Regions from separate parts of the Canis lupus genome. Here region 1 is linked to region 2. A link is a contact called in public Hi-C data. All regions are on one chromosome and are shown on one strand. Each heading gives the region's core, a stretch centred on a gene start, on an enhancer-like site or on the middle of the called end of the contact. The rest is flanking DNA. Distances are from core to core; before and after follow the strand shown. Region 1 holds the start of PJA2 (E3 ubiquitin-protein ligase Praja-2). Region 2 holds the start of MAN2A1 (alpha-mannosidase 2).

Evidence for each region. Hi-C and Micro-C count contacts between places; a contact is called where the count stands out from the background.
Region 1: a Hi-C map of blood shows a contact between it and region 2, with 3 times the contacts expected there. The contact joins the promoter of PJA2 here to the promoter of MAN2A1 in region 2. A contact is called at or near these places in 3 of 9 Hi-C or Micro-C datasets (amygdala and blood).

The regions. Positions count from the first base shown.
Region 1 is chr3:2,731,641-2,735,923 of UU_Cfam_GSD_1.0, forward strand. PJA2 (E3 ubiquitin-protein ligase Praja-2) reads left to right here and starts at 1,495. Exons shown (of 10, transcript XM_038532170.1): 1 at 1,495-1,641. It overlaps LOC102155937 (a long non-coding RNA gene), which reads right to left and starts at 541. Exons shown (of 9, transcript XR_005356539.1): 1 at 395-541.
Region 2 is chr3:2,503,355-2,507,653 of UU_Cfam_GSD_1.0, forward strand. It overlaps MAN2A1 (alpha-mannosidase 2), which reads right to left and starts at 1,949. Exons shown (of 22, transcript XM_038532169.1): 1 at 1,815-1,949. The coding sequence starts at 1,949. It overlaps LOC119870980 (a long non-coding RNA gene), which reads left to right and starts at 1,609. Exons shown (of 3, transcript XR_005356543.1): 1 at 1,609-1,708.

The DNA.
Region 1 (4,283 bases), core at 245-2,744, 230 kb after region 2:
ACAGGGTGTTATTCTGTATGTTGGCAAATTGAACACCAATAAAAAATAAATTTATTATCAAAAAATAAATAAATAAATAGTCTTTCTATAAAAAAAAAAAAAAAGAAGTGGGGCTCTTCGTTCTTGGGGAGAGGGATGCGATCAATATACCCGAGCCCCGGGCGGGTACGTGGTGGGGCGGAGGGGGCTGGGTTGGGGACTAAGGTGGGAGGAGAGCAGGACCGTAACCGGAGAAGCAGACACGTTCAGGAGAGGGGGGGGAAAAACAAAATTAAAAAAAAAAAAGGAGGTGTGCGGGCCGAAGAAACCACTGAGCATCACGGCATGATTCAGTCAACTGTTACCCGTGTTTAAGTTAAGCAGAAGGCCCCGGGACTACAGCTGTTGTATTTACCGTCGGGCAGGTGATGGGAGCTGGTCCTTCTGGGCTGCACAGCCCCCGAGCCTCCCGGTGCAAAGTGGGAGGGGGGTCAGGACCGGGCTGGGGGCGGAGGGGGGCTGGCAGGAGGCCGAGTGCCCCGTCCCCACCTGGGCGGGGGGCGCAGGGGGCCGCAGCGTCCCCGCGGGGAGGGGGAGGGGAGAGGCGAGGCCGAGGAGGGAGGGGAGGGGATGGGGAGGGGATGGGGAGGGGATGGGGAGGGAGCGGGAGGCCGAGTGCCCCGTCTCCGCCTCCCCCAACCTGGAGGGATGCGCGGCGGCCGGAGCGTCCCCGCGGGGAGGGGGCGGGGCAGAGGGAGGGGAGGAGGGGGGGGGGGAGGGGGGGGCCGGGAGGGGTTGGGAGGCCGAGTGCCCCGCCCCCGCCCCCCCACCTGGTGCGGATGCGCGGCGGCCGAGCGTCCCCGCAGGGGGGGCTGGGGTGGGGTGGGGGGGGGTGGGGGCGGGGCCCGCGGAGCGCGCGGGGAGGGGGGGCGGGGGGCGGCCGTGCCCGCGCTCGCTGTCGCCCCGCCCGGCTCCGAGCGGCAGCGCGCTGGCCTCCAGCCCGAGCCGGTCACCCGGGCGCCCAGGCCTCCGCGGCTTAGCGCTGAGCGGGAGCGCGCGGCCGGGGCGGCGTCGGGGTCCCTGCAGCCCGGGCGCTCCCGCCCCATCGCGGAGGCCCCGCCCTGTCTCGCGGCCCGAACCACAAAAGGCCGCGCGCCGAGCCCGCCCCGCCCCGCGCCGCCCCGCCCCGCCCCACCCCGCGCGTCGCAGTGCCGCAGGGGCCTCGGCCGGGCCGGGGAGCGCAGCCGCAGCCTCCCGCCCGCCGGCCAATCGGCGGCGCCCTCCTGGCCCGGGGCGGTCTGCGGCGCCGGCTCGGGCCGAGTCCCTTCCCCTTTCTCTGCCACGTCCCAACCGGTGACGTGAGCCCACTCCCCGGGTCCCCATTGGGCGCGTGGACTTTTCCTGCAGAGGCCCTGGGCGCCGATTGGCCGGCACCGCCCGGGGGCGGGGCTTGCGTGCCCGCCTCCTCCGCCTCCGCCGCGGCGCTGGGGGCGGGACGCGCGGCCGCCGCCGCCTCTGCTTCCGCCGCCGCCGCCGCCGCCGCCGCCGCCGCCGCTGCCGCCGCTGCGCGTTCCGCGGGGGAGGAGTCGGAGGCGGAGAAGAAGGCGGTGGTGGCGCTGAGGCTCGGGCGCTGCCGTCGCTGCGGGGCCGCTGCACTGTAGGGTGAGCCGTATTTCCTTTTCTTTCCTCAGGCCGAGCTGTAGTGGTGCGGGGAGCGCGGGGGTCGGGGCGAGGGCGGCGGCGGCGGCGCGGCGGGGGCGCGGGGGGGCGGGGGAGGCGCGGGAGGCGCGGGGCCTGCGTCCGCCGCCGGCCATGGTGGGTGGGGTTGGCGGCGCCACGGGCCCGGCCCCGGCCCCCGCCCCGGCCCCCGCCGCCGCCGAGTGCTGCCCGGCGGCCCGCGGAGCCCCCGCCGCCCCCGCCCCGCCTGCCGTTGCGGCCGCTCCCCGCCGGGCCGGCCCGCCTCCCGGGGCCCTCGGCCGCGCCGACCCCCGCGCGGCCCGTCCCCCCGAGCTCCCCCCGTGCTCCCGCCGGTGCTCCCTCCGTGCCCCCCCGAGCCCCCCCCGTGCTCCCCCAGCTCCTCCCCCCGTGCTCCCGCCGGTGCTCCCCCGGTGCTCCTCCGTGCTCCCCAGCTCCCTCCATCTCCCCTTGGTGCTCCCTTCAGTGCTCCCCTGGGTGCTCCCCCTAGCTCCCCCAGTGCTTCCCCCGCTCCCCCCCGTGCCCCCCCATGCTCCCCCAGCTCCCGTCGGTGCCCCCCCGCCCCCCAGCTTCTCCCCAGCTCCCCCCCCGGTGCCCCCCGTGCCCCCCCGTGCCCCCCGGTGCCCCCGCCGCTCGCAGTGTCAGGCCGCGCTCCCCCGCCCGCCGCCCGCCGCCTGGAGGCCGGCCTCCCGCGGATGGCTGCTTGCTAAATCATTTTGCGCACCTTCGAAATGCCGAGTTTAAAGCCGCCCGAGGACCAAGTTGAAGAAAAAAGGGAGGACGTAAAATACTCTTTTTTTTTTTTTTTTTTTGCAAAAAGGAAGAATAATCTGTTGAGGAGACTTCCCTCGCCAGGCATTAAATTTTTTTTTTTTTTTTTTTTTTTTTGCTTCCCGTATGCACGGGCCCTGCTTTGAGTCTGCTGCCTCTGTGAACTTTATGTTTATGTAGGTTTGTTTTTTTTAAGGCTTTCTGTATTTGCTTTTTTTTTTTTTTTTTTTATCATGACCTATTTGGTCAAATTTCCTTAAAATGGCAGTCCCCTCTGCCGAGGACTCCAGATCATTCCAAGAGCATGTCAATAAATATGAAAATAACAGAAAGAAGCGTGTTAACGATTTGTAGGTTTTTTTGTGTTTTGTTTTTTGTCTCATAGCATCCATCCCATTTTTATAGGAGATGACTCTAAGTCCTGAATATTGGCCCCAGACACGCAAGCTCGATGTAAAATTGGACAATATAAGGAAAAGGCCTATGGAGCAAGACTTGGACACTTGTCATCCTCCTGTCCTACTCCAGTCTCTGAAGTTAGCCATTTACTGGGCATTTTTAGAAACGCATTTTTAAACACATACATATAAAGTCGGGGTTCAGGGGCGAGGCGGGAGGAATACCAAACACCTCGCTGCGTCCCTCCTTCCTCTCACCTGCCCACGTGTCTGGCCCACCTTGGTTTGTTCTTTAGGGCTCTCTCTGATAACTTTGTTAAGGGTAAGCGGTATTTCATTGGTTTGGAGGAGCTGGGATTATTTGACCTATTGAAAGACATTCGATTAGTTTCTTTTCGCTGTCAAATACTGCTTTATTTGAAGACAACTTTTTAATGCATTGATTAGTTTTTAGTTGCACACTTTAAACCTTAAAATTTTTTAAAAAAATTCCAACAGTTGGAGGAATGAACGTAAGGTAAATAGTGCAGCACCCACTTCCCCTTCTGGTCCTGCCTTTATTCTAAAAGTCACCTGTTAGGGAAACGTCCTCTGTGTGTGATCACTTCTGGAGCATAGATTCCCTCCAAATGGAGTTCCTGCGTTAAATGGTATGCATGTTTTAAATTTTGATGACCGTTTTTCCCTCTTTCCAGAATTATTCTTGACTGTTTCTTATGCATTTCTTCCCCAGATGAACTTTAGATGCAACTTACAAATTTTTAAAAATCCTTAGTTTTTTATTTTCTTTTTTTGAATGTGACATTGAAATTTTAGATGGATTTGGGGCAAACTGACCTTTGTAATACTGAGCCTCTCCCCCAGAATATGTGCGTGTATGGTGTGTCTTTCCCTTTTATTCACATCTGGCTTTATATCCTTAGTTTGGGTTTTATAGTAGTTGTGTCCCCGCCCCCCATACTATGGCATTCCTTCCTAGTAATCCTGGCTAGAGTGTGATGTGATTTGCTCTGGTGGATAGAAACTTGCAGGAACATTTTCTCTCTCTTTCTGGTTATAGGAAAACTTACGGATTTTTTTTTTTTTGTTTATCATGAATCTAATCACTTTTGAGTTGGTGATTACCTAGAAGTGTTCACACCTTTCTGGCTTTCTTTTCATTTTTTTTATAACGTATTTTCCTCATTGCTTTGGCTAGCGTACACTTGCGGTATAATTTTGAAGAATAGCAGTGGTGGCTAAAAATGTGGTGTTGTTTCTGACTTTGAGGGACTGCTTCTGATGTTTTAGCATCCATTAACGATGTTTGCTGAAACTTTCTGTTAAACGGGAAATGTTAAGTTAAAATATTTTCTTCTCTTTTCGGCTTTCCAAGATGATTTTGTTGTTGTCTTTAATTTCTGATGACATTTTTAAAAACCGTAAGTGGGTGTTGAATTT
Region 2 (4,299 bases), core at 699-3,198:
ACTCACGTCTTTAGTAACAGTAAAATGTCAAGGTTGCCAGAGAACCCCAGCCCCAGATGTTTGCATAAATCATTTCCAAGTGATCATCACACCAGAGCCAAAGGACGTTATTTAAAATAAGCTAACGGCTTAAATAAATCAGCTTTTTTTTCTTGTAATGAAGAAAATTCGGAAAATGTGATGGGGGGGGCAGAGGATCAGAGCAAGTTGAGCCACCAAATTATACAACCTATTAATTAGCAGGGCTTAGCATTCCTTTGGGTATGGCTTCCGAGGGCGGTTACCCCATTTTTAACTTCCATTCCCTCTCAGTAACAAGCACTGGGCAAACTCCATAAAGTGAAGCCTTAGAAACATCCCACGGTGCTTACCTCACTGTAGCTTCTGTATCATACTAATAGAGAAGAAAAAGCTTTTAACAATGTTGAGACATGTTTACAACAACATCTGTAATACTTTCCACCTGCGAGGTACTTTGAGGGCTCCGGAGGGACCACGGGCATCCACCATGAGGTCATTTTTCACTTTCAGAACTCTGACACAGTTTAGGAGTTTAGTTTGCGTTAAACTGCGGCCTTGTGCCCTCGCACATCACGACAGCGAATGGCAAGGAGGCTCTCTGGTCGCTTACACTGCCACCAAAAAAAAAAAAAAAGACAGACCCAGGCAACTTGTGCAGTATGTCTGGATCAAGTGGTGAGATGGAGCCGGTTTGGAGTCCTGCAGGTCCATTCACCCCAGAGGGTGATCACAGGGCACCCAGTTTTACGAGGATTTCTGGAGAGCACAGGTCATGATGGGTCAAGGCCCTGACAGCGCATCCTTGCAGACAGAACCGGTGCCTGCTTGCTTATTTTGAGCAACTTCGTGTACAGGAGAGACCTCGGGCGGGTGGTTCCGCGAGCAGGGAGCGCGCGCCCCAGGGCGCAGGCCGAGCGCCCCGCAGCTTCGGGCCGGGGTATGGCAGCGCCCCGGCAGCGGGCCCCCGGCGGCCGCACAGCAGCCCCGGGCAGCGGCCCCAGCCCCCGACCCCGGCCCGGCCCCGGCCCCGGCCCCAGCCCGGGCTCTGCCGCGGGGAATAAACTTTTGCTTCCTCCTCCAGACCGTGGAGAGAGGCGCCGCGGAGCCGACGGGGGTGTGCGGGACCCCGTTTCCGCGGCCGCCCCCGGGGTGGGGGGGTCCGGCAGGTGCGCGCCGCCACCCCACGGGCCCCGGGGCGAGCGCGGGCACCGGGGCCACCGCCCCTGGGTAGGAGGAGGTGGAGGGGGGCGGAGCAGGAGGAGGGGGGGGGCTGGAGGAGGAGGGGGGCGGAGAGGGGAGGAGGAGGAGGGAGGAGGGAGAGGATGAGGAGGACGGAGGGCTGCAGCGGGGGGGAGGAGGAGGACGAGGAGGGAGAGGGGGAGGAGGAGGAAGGAAGGGGGCTGGAGGAGGGGGGCAGGGAGGGAGAGGGGGGAGGAGCAGCAGGACGGGGGAGGACGGGGAGAGAGGAGGAGGGGGTGGGGGAGGAGGACGAGGAGGAGAAGACCATGGAGGGAGGAGGACGAGGAGGGGGAGGAGACCATGGAGGGAGGAGGACGGGGAGGAGGGGGGGAGGGAGGGGGAGAAGGGCGGAGGACGCGGAGGAGGGGGCTCCCCCGGGGGGCGGCCGCCGTCGTCCGGGCGCAGCGGAGCGGGGAGGCGGCGGCTCGGGCCCCCCTCCGCGCCCCAGGTCGAGCTCTCCGGGCCGGGGCGCGGGGCGGCGGGGGCTCGGGGGCGCGGGGGCGCGGCGGGGCGGCCGGGGCAGCCCACGCCCGGCGGCGGGGCCCGGGGCTCACCTGGGGGAAGGAGCCCTCGCGGCGCGGGCCCTTGGGGTAGTCCAGGTGACCCCGGTCCAGCATCAGGTAGAGCGAGAAGATCACCACGCAGAAGATCGCGCTGCCGAACACGGTGAACTGGCGGCTCAACTTCATGGTTTCCTCGATGGACGCGGGGCCCGGGCACCGTCCTGCGCCCCGGGCGGCTGCGGCTGCGGGTGCCGGTACCGGTGCGGGTGCGGGTGCGGCTCCCCGCGCGCTCGGCCGGGCGGCCCTGGCTGGGCGGGACCGGCCTGCAGCCCCGGGGGCCCCGCAAACTTGGCCCGGGAGCGGGGAGCGGCCGCCGACCGCACTTCCTGGCGCCGCCGCCCGCGCCGGGGCGGCAGGAAAAGTTTTCGGGCAGGAGGGCGGGCGGGTCCCCGGGCGAGCGGGCTGAGGGCTCCGGGCAGCGGCGGCGGGAGCGGCGGGAGCGGGGGCGGAGGGGGACGCGGGGAAGCGGGAAGCGGCCGGGAAGCGCAACTTAGCGCCGCGTGACGGCCCGACCCAGGCAACCGGACCGGGGTGCGCAGGGGTGCGCCGAGGACTGATGCCGGCGGCGAGGGGAACCGCGGCTCGGCGGGACGCGCACCGCGCCCGCCCCACGGCCACCGCCACTGCCTCTCCAGAAACGGGACCGGGCTGCGCGGGGGGAATGAAGGGCGCAGGGGGAGGCGGGCGGCGAAGCGAGCGGAAGCAGCGCCCCCGAGCCGAGCACGAGACCCCAGCAGGCCCGCGCCCGCTTCCCGCCCCGCACGCAGCGGACGATGGCGGCGGCCGCCGCGGAAGGAAGGTGCGCCGCGTCCCCGGCTCCCGCCCTCCGCCCTCCGCCCGCCGCGCAGGAGGAAGCAGCCGCGGCGAGGCGGCTGCCGGGTCAATGGGCGCCCGCAGCCCCGCAGCCGAGCAGGCGGCTGGCCCCGCCCCCTCCGACGCGTCGGCCGGGGGCGGGGCCTGAGGCGGCCAATCACGGCGCGCCGCTCCTAGGCCCCGCCCCCAGCGCCCCGGCGGGGAGCAGACCTCGGACGGCTTTTGTGCGGCGGCGGCGGCGGCGGCGGCCCCGGGGAGGGAGGGGCATGGGGGATGGGGACGGGGGTGGGGGATGGGGGCGGGCCTTCTCCCGCTTCCTTCCCTCCGCCCCGGGCCTGGCGCGCCTGCTGCGGCCTCAGCGGCACCCCCGGAGCGCGCGCTCGCGTGCAGTCGGACCCGCCCGCGCTGCCCCCGCGGACCTCCCCACGGCCGCGGCCCCCCCGCCCCGGGCTGCCCGCCCTTCTTGACTGCGCCGAGCAAATGCAGCTGGGCCCGCTCGAGTAAGTCTCCCCTCGCCCGCCGCGCCGCAGCTGTGCCGGGAGAGGGCGCCGGAGAGCCGCTCCGGGAAGCCCGGCTGCGCCTGCTGCTTGCTTGCTGCTCGGCGGCCGGCCTGCGTGCAGGCAGGTGCGGGCAGGTGTGGGCAGGTGCACCGCGGCGAGCCCGGGCCCAGGTTTCCCTCCTCACCGCTAACGCTGCTGCTCCTGCGGAGGGAGCTCCCCCACCCCACCCCCGGGCTTCCCAGAGGCCAGGTTCATAGAGGTTCCCCAGGGCGGGGCTCCGCAGGTGCTGCTGGGCTGCCCTTCGCTGAGCCCCAGGGAGCCGACTCCCCAGGAGGGTCTGGGAGGGGTTGGGCGGCTCCTCTTGGGGAGCTCCACACACACCCCCACCAGCCCTGGGGTTCCTTACGAGGGCAGCTCCTTAGAACCCCTGTTTGTATGTTCTCTAGGGCCGTCTTCCCCCATTCATCCTGTTAGGGTCTATAATCATGTGGCTTAAGCCTTTTTATTTCTCTTAAGCTTTACCTGTAAGTCTAAGAGGTAGCCTTGGAAAGATGGGGTTAGGAGTTTGCTTGCATTGGGCCTTTGGCTTGAGCTCAGTGCTGACCTCCTTGCCAAAGGGCGTCGTGGCACACAGGCCATTGCCAATTAATCAATTGCCTGTGGCTGATTGTGATCAAGGACCAAATGAAGCACGTGCCTTGCGGGGGCCGAGTGGCAGCCACATTTGACTGTCAACGGCTGTAAGGCGACTCTAAGGACTGTGGCTTGAGATGAGATGGATTCTTTCGAGTTCCTTTGAGTACCTACAAAGAGAAACAAGCACAGACCAATGTGGTGGCATGAGAACCGGAGAGCTTCTGTGACAATTCTAGAAGAGGCTCCTATGTACTGCAGATAAAACAACAACAACAACAGAGGTCTTTCTGAAGACCAAACACGAAATTTTGATTTTTTTTTTTTTTCAGTCACTGAATTACAACTTGAATTCACAGATGTGCCAGGTTTCTCGTGAAAAAGTTCAGGCACTGATGATTCAATAATAAGACTTCAAAAGTCAGGATGTGTTGCACCCAGATGAAACTGGTGATCATGAACCATTAAGTCATCCTGGGCCTCTCCACCATGGAAGCACACTGCCCTCCAGTGTCTGAGGAGGTGGGCTT